Linked DNA regions of Astyanax mexicanus: region 2 is linked to region 1. Evidence: chromatin contacts called from public Hi-C data. All regions are on one chromosome and are shown on one strand. Each heading gives the region's core, a stretch centred on a gene start, on an enhancer-like site or on the middle of the called end of the contact. The rest is flanking DNA. Distances are from core to core; before and after follow the strand shown. Region 1 holds the start of stk10 (serine/threonine kinase 10). Region 2 overlaps stk10 (serine/threonine kinase 10).

What was found. A called contact is a pair of places that touch in the nucleus more often than the background predicts.
Region 2: a Hi-C map of muscle shows a contact between it and region 1, with 20 times the contacts expected there. The contact joins the enhancer-like site here to the promoter of stk10 in region 1. A contact is called at or near these places in 3 of 3 Hi-C or Micro-C datasets (blood and muscle).

The regions. Positions count from the first base shown.
Region 1 is chr17:45,663,456-45,669,183 of AstMex3_surface, forward strand. It overlaps stk10 (serine/threonine kinase 10), which reads left to right and starts at 2,273. Exons shown (of 19, transcript XM_022676618.2): 1 at 2,273-2,710. The coding sequence starts at 2,558. It overlaps zmp:0000001268 (CYTL1 domain-containing protein), which reads left to right. Exons shown (of 4, transcript XM_007252796.4): 4 at 696-1,020. The coding sequence ends at 749.
Region 2 is chr17:45,723,484-45,728,766 of AstMex3_surface, forward strand. stk10 (serine/threonine kinase 10) reads left to right here. Exons shown (of 19, transcript XM_022676618.2): 11 at 3,795-3,918. Among protein-coding and RNA genes, the nearest start is that of stk10, 60 kb to the left of the region's middle. Within about 2 kb of position 2,283, the one cell type or tissue checked has an H3K27ac peak away from gene starts, as active enhancers do.

The DNA.
Region 1 (5,728 bases), core at 1,023-3,522:
CTTTTCTGCAAATCAGCAAAGACACACTTAGTGTCTGTGCTTTTATTCTAGTCAGTCCCCCTTTTAATTACATCCTATTCTAAACCCATAAACATTAATATGAAGATATTACACGTATTGGGACTTCTACACGTTAATTTTACAGGAGTTTTATGACTTCAGATTCTAAATCCATAAATCCAGACATTAATGTGCATCTGGTTCTCCTTTATATCTACACTATATGGACAAAAGTATTGGGACACTTACACATCATGTCTACAGAAGCTTTAATAAAACCCATTAAAAAAAGCCCATTATAAACCCATAGACATTAGTGTGGAGTCAGTCCCCCTTTGTAGCTACACTATATGGACACAAGTATTGGCACACCTACATATTACACCTATATGAGTTGTTATGACATCTTATTCTAAACCTGTAGTCATCAGTGTGGAGTCGGTCCCTCTCTGCAGCTCTATAAAGTGACTTGATAAGGGGTTAATTTTATACATCTGTAGCAATGGGGCAGAATGAATCACCTAAATCCAGTGAAGACTGTGATGTAACAGTTTTGGGACTTTGAAACTGGCCTGTTTTCCAGCTCTGTTTTTGTTGTGCAGGATTTTCTTTGAACTTAGAAGATGACAGAGTTGGAGTTTCATTGCATTCTGTGTTAACTTGTGTGTGTGTGTGTGTGTGTGTGTGTGTTTTAGGAACTGGCCTTCACCTATGATGACTGTGCTGTACTGCGAGGCAGAAGATACTAAGAAGAAGCAAAATTAAGGAGTTTATACCCAGCTCATTCAGTACATCACTTTATGACTATATATGAAGTTTTATTATAGTTCTAAACTTTTGCTGTATGTCTTTATTCTAAATACTAATGTTTTTGTTCTTTTATGTGAGTATGTTCTATGTATACGTTCTTTCACGTAAACTTGTTTCTGAGCTTCAATCTTATAAACAAATATATAAAAATATTATATAATATTATATTATATTATATATTTTTAAACCTTTGTTGTTCAGTGTTTTCATAATCTCATTTATCAAATATTACAGCAAATAAATTTTGATTGCATCACAACGACTCCTTAGCATTTATTTGTTTATTTATTTATTTATTTATTTATTAATATTTTCTGTATCTATTTCAGTCTCTCTTTTCTTCTTTCACTGCTTCTCAGTTTATGTCTTTACCCTATATAAACACTAGATGGAGGCATTGTGCAGATATAGTGCTCTAACTTGCTTTATTAATCTTTTTTTATTTTTATTTATTTATTGTTTTATTTAGTTTTGAGTCACAATGAGTTACAATATGTAATTGTTGTTTTTGAGCTTTTCTCTCCTCTTTTTTTGTATTTTAAAATAAATTTCGGTTGTGTTTAGTTATATTTCATATTCTTGCAATAAGGACATTAAGGAGTTCAAATCATATTAAAAGTGTTAAACTGTAAAGAGTATTAAAGCATCACAAAAGGCTTTATGTGCCTAAAAGCTGGTAAAGAAGGTTAAACTGTTTGAAAAAATAAACAAACTACAAATCCCATGATGCCTCGCCGTGTTGGGGGCGTGGCCTAGGTGACAGGCGTGCGTTCTAGCTCGCACAGGAGTTCAGTTCAGTTTAGTGAACTGATTCTTTTGAATCGTTCTGTTTCTGGGTGGATCTGATCACAGAGTTTTATGAAGTCACAGTTCTTCTCAGTGAATTAATTAAATAGATTAAAAATATCTCCTGCTATCAGGAAATATTAAATATCATTGAGTAAAGTTTTGGTTGCATTACAACCTTTATTCAACATTATACCAAAGTTCTTTAAACGTTTTGGATTTACTGACTTTTTTTCTGTGTTTAGTTGAGTAGTTCTTGTTTCTCATAACCTGGATTAGAACATTACTCAAATATTCACTATTCACTGTATATCTGTAACTCTACCTCAAAAATACAAAAAGGAGGAAACACGATAAACAAAGAACACAAACATAAAACATACACAAAAACACTTAATTTTTAAAGGCATATTTGATATTTTTTAATATACTATTTTAATATATTTAACTTATATTTATATTATAGCGTTGCTTTAGAAACTGAACCATCTTGCGCCAAGAAAAAGGTACAATATGACGTTCGTTCTTAAAATGACGTAAGTATAAATATTTCTTCTCAGCTGACTCAGTTCAGTAATATTCGATTCTTTTGAACCTATGAATCGGTTCGTCTGAATCGTAGAAAAGAACCGGATCAAGAGAACCGATTCTCTGCGGATCGGAGCCGCTGCGGTTTGAGTGTGTGAGAGCTGCAGGTGGGCGCCACTCGGTGCGCGCGAGCGGCGAGATGTTCGCGTTCAGATCCTGTTCTTTAGTTTCTACAGATTTAGGAGTTTTAATGTTTTAGTTTTTGTGGTTTTTGAGCTGTGAGGATGGAGTAGGAGGGAGTTTTGGGAGAGTTTGAGCTTTTGGAGTTCACTTATACCCCAGTAAACTCCGCCGGAGAACTCTGAGACTCAGTTTAACAGAGTTATACAGAGTTTTATTGAGTTTTATTCAGGTTAATTCTGCTTTATTCACCATGGCTTCAATATTCGGCCGGATTTTTCGTCTCCCCACTCTGGATAAGAAGAGAGTGAAGCAGTATGAACACGTTCACAGGGATGTGAACCCCGGTGATCAGTGGGAGATAGTAGGAGAGCTGGGGGATGGAGCTTTTGGGAAAGTTTATAAGGTGAGTTTCTCTCAGTTTCCTGTATTTAAATCACTGATTCCTGTGTTTAACAGCAGAACCAGTCCAGCTACTTTTACTGGTTGGTTTTTCAGGCTCTGCTCTGAAGAGCTGACTGTTTGAAACTGGGTGCTTCCCACTATTGGACTTTTTGGAGTGGAAAGAAGCTTTATTTACAGGTTTATTTAAACTTTACAGTTTGTAAATATCAGTTACTAAGAGTTTCACATCGTTAACACTATAAACAATTTATACACATTTGCTTGTTGTTTTTAAGGCACTATAAAAGTGTATTGACTTTCAGAAACTGGGAAATAGGGTGTTTGTAAAGTTGCTTAATGAAATGGACTAAAAGGAGCTTTTTGTAAACTTTACAGTTTAGAAATCCAGTTTAATCTCATTGACTGTGAGCTTCACACCTTTTTATATTTTGACCAGTTGGTTTGGCAGTACAGTGTTGGGTGTTTTTCACCATTGGGTTGATTTGACAGGGGATATATTGCAGACTTTACTCATTCTGTAGACTTTACATTTATATGCTCATCTACATTTGCTTGTTGGTTTTTCAGACTCTACAGTGAGGCACTGACTGAAATTGGGTGTTTTTTCTCTATTGGGCTGCTTGAAGTTTGTTGAGTATTTTACATATATCAAGACTCTATTAACTAAATTGGACAAATTGAAGTTTTTGTAAACTTTACAGATTGTAAATCCAGTTTAATCTCAGGGACCGTGAGCTTTAAACCTTTTATACTATTAACAGTTTTATTGGCAGTACTGTATAGCAGTGTCTGTCTGAAACTGGATGTTTTTTACCATTGGGTTGGTTTGACACAAGATACACCTATGACCCAGCCTTGATTGGGCATTCTGTAGAGTTTACAGTTATAACTTTACAATTTTAACACTATAATCAGCTCGTCTACACTTGATTCATTGAAACTGGGTGGTTCTTACCATTGGGCTGCTGGAAGTTTGTTGAATAATTTATATATCTCAAGACTCTATTAACTAAATTGTACAAATTGAAGCTTTTGTAAACTTTATATACAGTATATCCACCTTTGCTTATTGTTGTTTCAGGTGCTGACAGTCAGAAGCTGTAGTATTTCATAGAAAGAATTCAGAAGTTACTTAATTAAATGGAGTAAGTTAAGCTTTTTGTAAAATTTACAGTTTATTAAACCAGTTTAGGTGCAGCGACTAATAATACATTTGTAATTTATAAAACTTGTTCATTCTTAGTGAATGAGAGTAAGGCCAGAACCAGCCCTACTACTTTTTTGTTTTCTTGGTGCTCCACAGTTTGACATTGGCTGGTATTCAATGTTGAGCTGCTTGGAATGTGTTGCATATTTCAGATTCATGAATGTTGTTTTTTTTTTTGTTTTGTTTTTTGTAAAGTTTACAGTTTATAAACCAGTTTACCCTCAGCTAGATTCCACACCATTGACAGCAGAACCAGTCTTTCTGCATTAGCTCATTGGTTTACTGTTGAGGCTGTCTGAACCTGGGTGGTTGTCTCCATTGAGTTGAGTTGGGTAAGATATAATAGGACCTCACCAAGATGGAGGTTTTTAGGAAGTCTATAACAAAAGCTCTTTACACTGTAGAGCAGTAGCTGGATGGTGGCAGCTGATCTGAAGAGGATAACAGAAGACCCTGACAGCTAAACGTCTGTTAGTGTCAGACTGAACAGGTTGAAAACAGGTGTTCATTTGAAAGAGGTAAATAGATAGAATTTGTAATGATTGGATTTATTAAGTACAGAAAATGTAAACCTTTAACAGAGGGTCGAATTTACTGTAACATCCTAACTAAAATTAAAAGGAAAAGCCAGAAGGTAACATAGACAACCTGAAACAATTGGTGATTCCATACCAGCATCTCAGCATCTTTATATAAACAGTTCTGGATTTTGCTATTTATAGGTTTATATTTGAGTAAAATGAACATTGTTGTTTTATTCTATAAACTACAGACAACATTTCTCCCAAATTCCAGATATAAATATTCTAATTTAGAGCGTTTATTTGCAGAAAATGAGAAATGGCCGAAATAACAAAAAGATGGAGACAAGTTTTAAGAGTTCAGAAATCAATATTTGGTGGAATAACTCTGGTTTTGGTTTTTAATCACAGTTTTAATTTCATGCATCTTGGCATCATGTTCTCCTCCACCAGTCTTACACACTGCTTTTGGATAACTTTATGCTGCTTTACTCCTGGTGCAAAAAATCAAGCAGTTCAGTTTGGTGGTTTGATGACTTGTTGTGATCATCCATCTTCCTCTTGATTATATTCCAGAGGTTTTCAATTTGCTAAAATCAAAGAAACTCAATTTTTAAGTGATCTCTCATTTTTTCAGAGCTGTATATATATTTGATTTATTTATGACTATTTTAGGTAGAGCAGTGAGGTAGTTTTCTACATCAGGTTGACTGGGTTGAAACTTTCTGTGCCATATAAGTGAGAGAGTGCTCAGTTCTGTTATAACGTCACGTCACCCTCAGTGAGAGAGACTAAACCAGGCCGGCTGCCTGTAGTTTTTGCTGTGTCAGGGTTATTCTCCACTGGACCGATGAAGAGAGAAATGTCAGAGTTAGATTGGTTAGTTTGTCTGTTTAGCAATAAAAAAAAATGTAGAAATGTTTAAAGAAATGTATTTTTTTAAACAAACAGGCATAATAATACTTTGGTACATTGAATAAATATAAAAAATATATAAAAACAAATGAATAATTAATCATACACATAAAAAGGCGAAACATTGGAGAAATTATGTGCAAATTAATGTTTAAATTTTTTAAAATTCCAATTTCTGGTTGTTTCTAGTGGGTTTATACCTACAGACATGCTTCTGGAGTGCCATTACCGTGAGATATCAGCATATATTCAAAACCTCATACTCTCTCCAGATGGGATTAGTTTCTCAGGGGGACGTCTGTGAAAAATATTTTACACTTCTACTCACTTCTGATAAAACTCAACTGCATCCGGACTGCAGTTAAAAAACAGGAGG
Region 2 (5,283 bases), core at 1,033-3,532, 60 kb after region 1:
TTGAAACTACCGTATTTTTCGGGCTATAAGGCGCACTTAAAATACTTATTTTTTCCCAAAAATCGTCATTGCGCCTTATAATGCAGTGCGCCTTGTGTATGGATTTTGCTTGTGTTTACTGACCTCGATTTTTATGTGGTACACAGCGCTCTGTTGTGCAGAATTCCTCACCCACGCCAGAAAAAGATCCCCCTCTTGGGCTAGCGCGCGGTTACCTTTGACTGCCGTACTGCCTCTCGGCTGTGGTTCAGGGTAGCTAGTTTCCACTGTAGCTCCGTGGCCAGAACAAGGTGCCGGTAAACTTTCCTTTCCACCCGTTCTGGGGTAATAGCACAAACTGTTTCTTTTTAGCGCCCACTTCTAAGTAAAGTTAACCTCTTAACACGCGCTGGCCCACCGGCGGGCCAGAAATATTTAATATTTCATAACTGGCTGTGTTTCTGAATAGTTATGAACAGTTACAGGTTCAATATAGACATCCAATATACCATTTTAAAGCTTAGAATCTCTGCTTTTGAGCTATTTAGCCTATTTAGCGGAATATCCTTTCAGAAAATAAACATTTAGGGCGAAATATGCCTTGGTTATGATTTTAATAATTCATAACTCTCATATTTGCGTTTATCGTTCGTCCATATTTCATCGAATGCGGTCATGTCATACACCATTCGAACCGTCTGGCTCTCCGGATTCCAGAACTGTGCTTTTACTGTAGGATGTATGTTTCATGAATTAGAGCTGCGTCAGAGCGCATGTTTCCAGTAATAAAAGGCTCTCCTTTTGTCCTGGGGTAACCTCCGGTCACTGCCGCCACCCCCCGAACACACACCCGCGCTCAGCCACAGGTCCTACCTTCAAAACGCGTCCAGACTAAAGAGAATCCATCAATCCAGTCTCCTGTAATCCACAGTTATATCCAAACAGCGCTGGAAATCACTTCATCCAGAAATGAAACTTATCCAATCTTTATCTCTGTTTTAAAACCGTTTTATTCACCGAATTCGGCACAACACGCTATTATAGTCAGAAGCCTCGCGGAGTAATACGTACTTGCTGTGCTTCAACATAATATTATGGTCTGTCGGAGCGTTGCGGCTACCGTTGTCAGGAGCCTCACGGAGTAATACGTACTTGCTGTGCTTCAACATAATATTATGGTCTGTCGGAGCGTTGCGGCTACCGTTGTCAGGAGCGTCGCGGAGTAATACGTACTTGCTGTGCTTCAACATAATATTATGGTCTGTCGGAGCGTTGCGGCTACCGTTGTCAGGAGCGTCGCGGAGTAATACGTACTTGCTGTGCTTGTTGATTTATTGCTCAGAGATGTTGTTATTTTTCACAGATATTGTGAAGGATTTATTGCTCAGAGTTATTGTTACTGATATAAATAAAGTTTCATTTAGTGCGCCTTATAATCCAGTGCGCCTTGTGTATGGACTAACACTAAAAATAGACCGTTCACTCATCGTGCGCCTTATAATATGGTGCGCCTTATAGTCCGAAAAATACGGTAGTTTGATTACTTAGTATAGAAAGCTAAAATTAATTAGTTAAATGTTAAATAAACTACAATCCACATATGAGGACATTTGTTTTTGCATTGTTTTTTAATACTTGTTAGGTCCTAATAAGCTGAAACAGCTGGGAGAAATAAAATAAAAAAAAACACAAAAAAAAAAAAGTCTGGGTCTCAGGAGGATATATATAATATATAATTTTTAGTTTATTTATAGGATATAATATAGCATTTAATTATAGTATATTATAGGAAACATTCACACAGGCTGGATTTTATTTTCAGGACATACTTGGATACTTGTAATTTTTTATTATTTTATTTATTTATTTATTTATTTATTTTTTACTTTTTTTTACTGAACATGAACCTTCAGTAACCATAAAGTTTAATCATGAAGCATAAAGTTATCCATCGGGAAGCTAGAAGAGAAAAGAAGAAGTGAAATGAAGATTTCCATTTTGATTGGCCCTGCTGATACTGTTTACTTTTTAACCTATATTAACCTTAAATTAGCTATACTAACCTTAAGTTAGCATATGCTAACATTGGGCACTAAACACATTAAGAGGTTAAATTTATAGGCTGAATGTGAAGTGTCTCTGTGCTCAGGGTTTGTTTCTGTGGTTCTGCTGGGCGGTTGATGATGCTCTGGTTAATGTTGGGATGTGCGCTGAGTAAACAGCCTATTTTAGGCGGGTGAGAGCGGCGCTCTGATACACAGGGGACTCTTTGTGTTCGCAGGCAGAAAGAACTGAGGGGCTGAGGCTGACTTTCCATCTGCTTATATTAATCACTTAGATCAGTGTTTCCACCTCAGACCTGCAACACACACACACACACACACACACACACTAACACCTACACGCTGAGGTGATTTCCAGCTCTATCACACCTGACACAATTCAACCAACCCCCCGCCCCCAAAAATCCTCGTATCACCTTTGATATAAACTTTCCCTCAAATTATTGATCAGTTTAAAATGTCAGTTTGACTCTTTAGAGAACACTTTACAGAAGGGCAGCAGTCAGGAGGCTATATGACGCCTACACAAACTCATACATAACCTACACTGACCTTCTTTAAAGCTTCTATTCTTTTATTTTTTTTTCTCCATTTTGTCTATTTTAAAGGATAAATAACCCTGTTGCATTACGAAACATATCCTAAAAAAAGTTTTAAAATGTTGTATACAGTATTTAAGCAAAATAGTTATATTATTTAAATATATATATATCGATTTACATATTTATTTAACCTCAGATAACCTACATAACGAAGCAATTATGCTGAAATTATTATTATTATTATTTTTTTTTTATTCATAAATCAATATGGATCCACAATCTCACAAAAAATAGGCAAAAAATATATATTTTTTTCTTTAAAAAAAATTCTCAATTATAAAAAGTGTATTAGTGAGTAAGCGAAAAGAAAATACCCACATATATGTACTCTAATAATGTAACAATAATGAAAGGTCAATGTAATTATTCAAAACAGTGTTTTTTTGCCTGAAGGCAACAACATGACATAAAGGGTTAATTATCTTACTTAGTTATCAGTTATCAGGGCGAGTGTATTGCGATTTACATATGCAGTTTTATTCTATAAAATGTAATATAAATTGTACTTACATTTTTTTTTTTTTTACTTTAAAAGTTACATTTAATTTTTAATTTTTTTTTTTTTTTTTTAGTTTTTTTTTTTTACTTTTTACACTGTCAATTTTATGTGATGGCAACAATATGCTCCAAGAAGTACAGTATCACATGATTAAACATTATATCATAATTAACCAAAACAGATACATCCATATTTATTCATAAACAGAGCGAGTGTTTTAACAGTAAACATATTAATCAGAGTCTGTATCTAATCCATTACTGCCATCTAGTGGTGATTCAGCCCCGCTGACCTGAGTGTAGTATTACAAAAATATTAAAGCAGGGTGAAAATAGGATAATAATAATAAAGTATGTAAAGAAACAGATACAGGACTACAGTGTATAATTACAGTGTGTAACTACAAATTATTTTACATCAGTGATTCTCAGCTGGTGGATAAAAAATAAATACATTAACAAATTAACAAATAAAATAATAATAATTAAAAATAATTAATGCTCATCTGATTTTGTACTTGTCCATTGGAGTTGCCCATTACCCTCCAGCACTTCTCTCACTTCAGAAAAAACAATCAGATTTAATGCGTGTACATATTTGTGTATATATAACTGTGTGTGTGTGTGTGTGTGTGTGTGTGTGTGTGTGCAGGCGTCAGGAGCTGAGGGAGCTGCGTTTGCTGCAGAAGGAGGAACACCGCGCTCAGGCTGTTCTCAACACTAAACTGGACACTCAGAAAGATCAGATGCAGAGACGCTTCGACCAGGAGATGAATGTATGTGTAATAAACACACACACACACACACACACACACACACTTAAACAGACTGACAGGTAGTGACGTCCTATTCTCCGCCCACAACTGCTGTCAAAATATTGTATTAAACCTATTTATTCTATTTAAAGTAGCATTTCTCAGCAAGGGTATCTAATATCAATATTTATGCCAGTAATAAACATTGTTATAAACATTACATTACATTACATTACATTACATTTGGCAGACGCTTTTGTCCAAAGCGACTTACAATAGTCAAGTACAATGTAAAATAAGTTTAAAGGTAAAACATCTTTGGATAGGGATAAAAGGAGGTCAAAGGGGAATAATAGGATAGAGGAGTGAAAGAGGGGAAGAAGGAAATGAGGTTAGAAGTAGTTAGTGTGTTAGAGGTGTTAGGAGAGTAAGTGCTCTTTGAAGAGCTCTGTCTTCAGGAGTTTATTAAAGATAGTGAGAGATTCTCCTGATCTGGTAGTAGAAGGTAGTTAGTTAGAGGTGTTAGGAGAGTAAGTGCTCTTTGAAGAGCTCTGTCAATGTCAATGATAAACATCATTGACATTAGTTACGACTAGGGCTGGGTATTCATTTTCGATACAGATACCGATATTATGATACCTTGAAGTCGATACCGACACCCAAACTATATATTTTTTTGATACCTGTATCTAAATTGCAACCAAAAAATGCAAAAGTGATAATTATTCTCATACAATGTATTTATTTAACAGCCGACATGAGTAATCTTATACTGATACTGTCCTCATAAAAGACGACCATACTTCTGAATCTTGTTGGAGCAAACAAGTCGCTGTTGTTTATAGACCTGTCACAATAATTGCAATATCGATTTATCGTACAATAAATGAGCATGACCTCAATCATTTTTTAAAAATCAAGATAACGCCAACTGTGTTTATTTGTATGTTTATTCACATATATAATAATGAACATTATTTTAGCTAGTCATACACACAGTGTGGACAAAAGTAGGTGAAGAAATAAGTGTATAATTCCCTAAATAATTATAATAAAAGATTTATTTAAATTTTGTGGTCTTTAAAAAGTGTGTAATTGCATTTATATGCTATTCTGTTATCATTAGGTCATTGGCATTTAATAGTCATAAAATGAGAAAAATATTGAGTATCGCAATAATTTCTGGGACGATATATCGTCCACAAAAAAATGTATCGTGACAGACCTATGTGTTTATGCAAAGTATCGAAAACAAGCACTGAATTTTTATAAGAACTTTCAGTACTCAACATTTAGGTTGGTGGTTTTTGGCGTAAATTTTCGATACCTAGCCCTAGTTCAGACATTATTAAACAATATCAAATTTGAATGTATATATATGTGTGT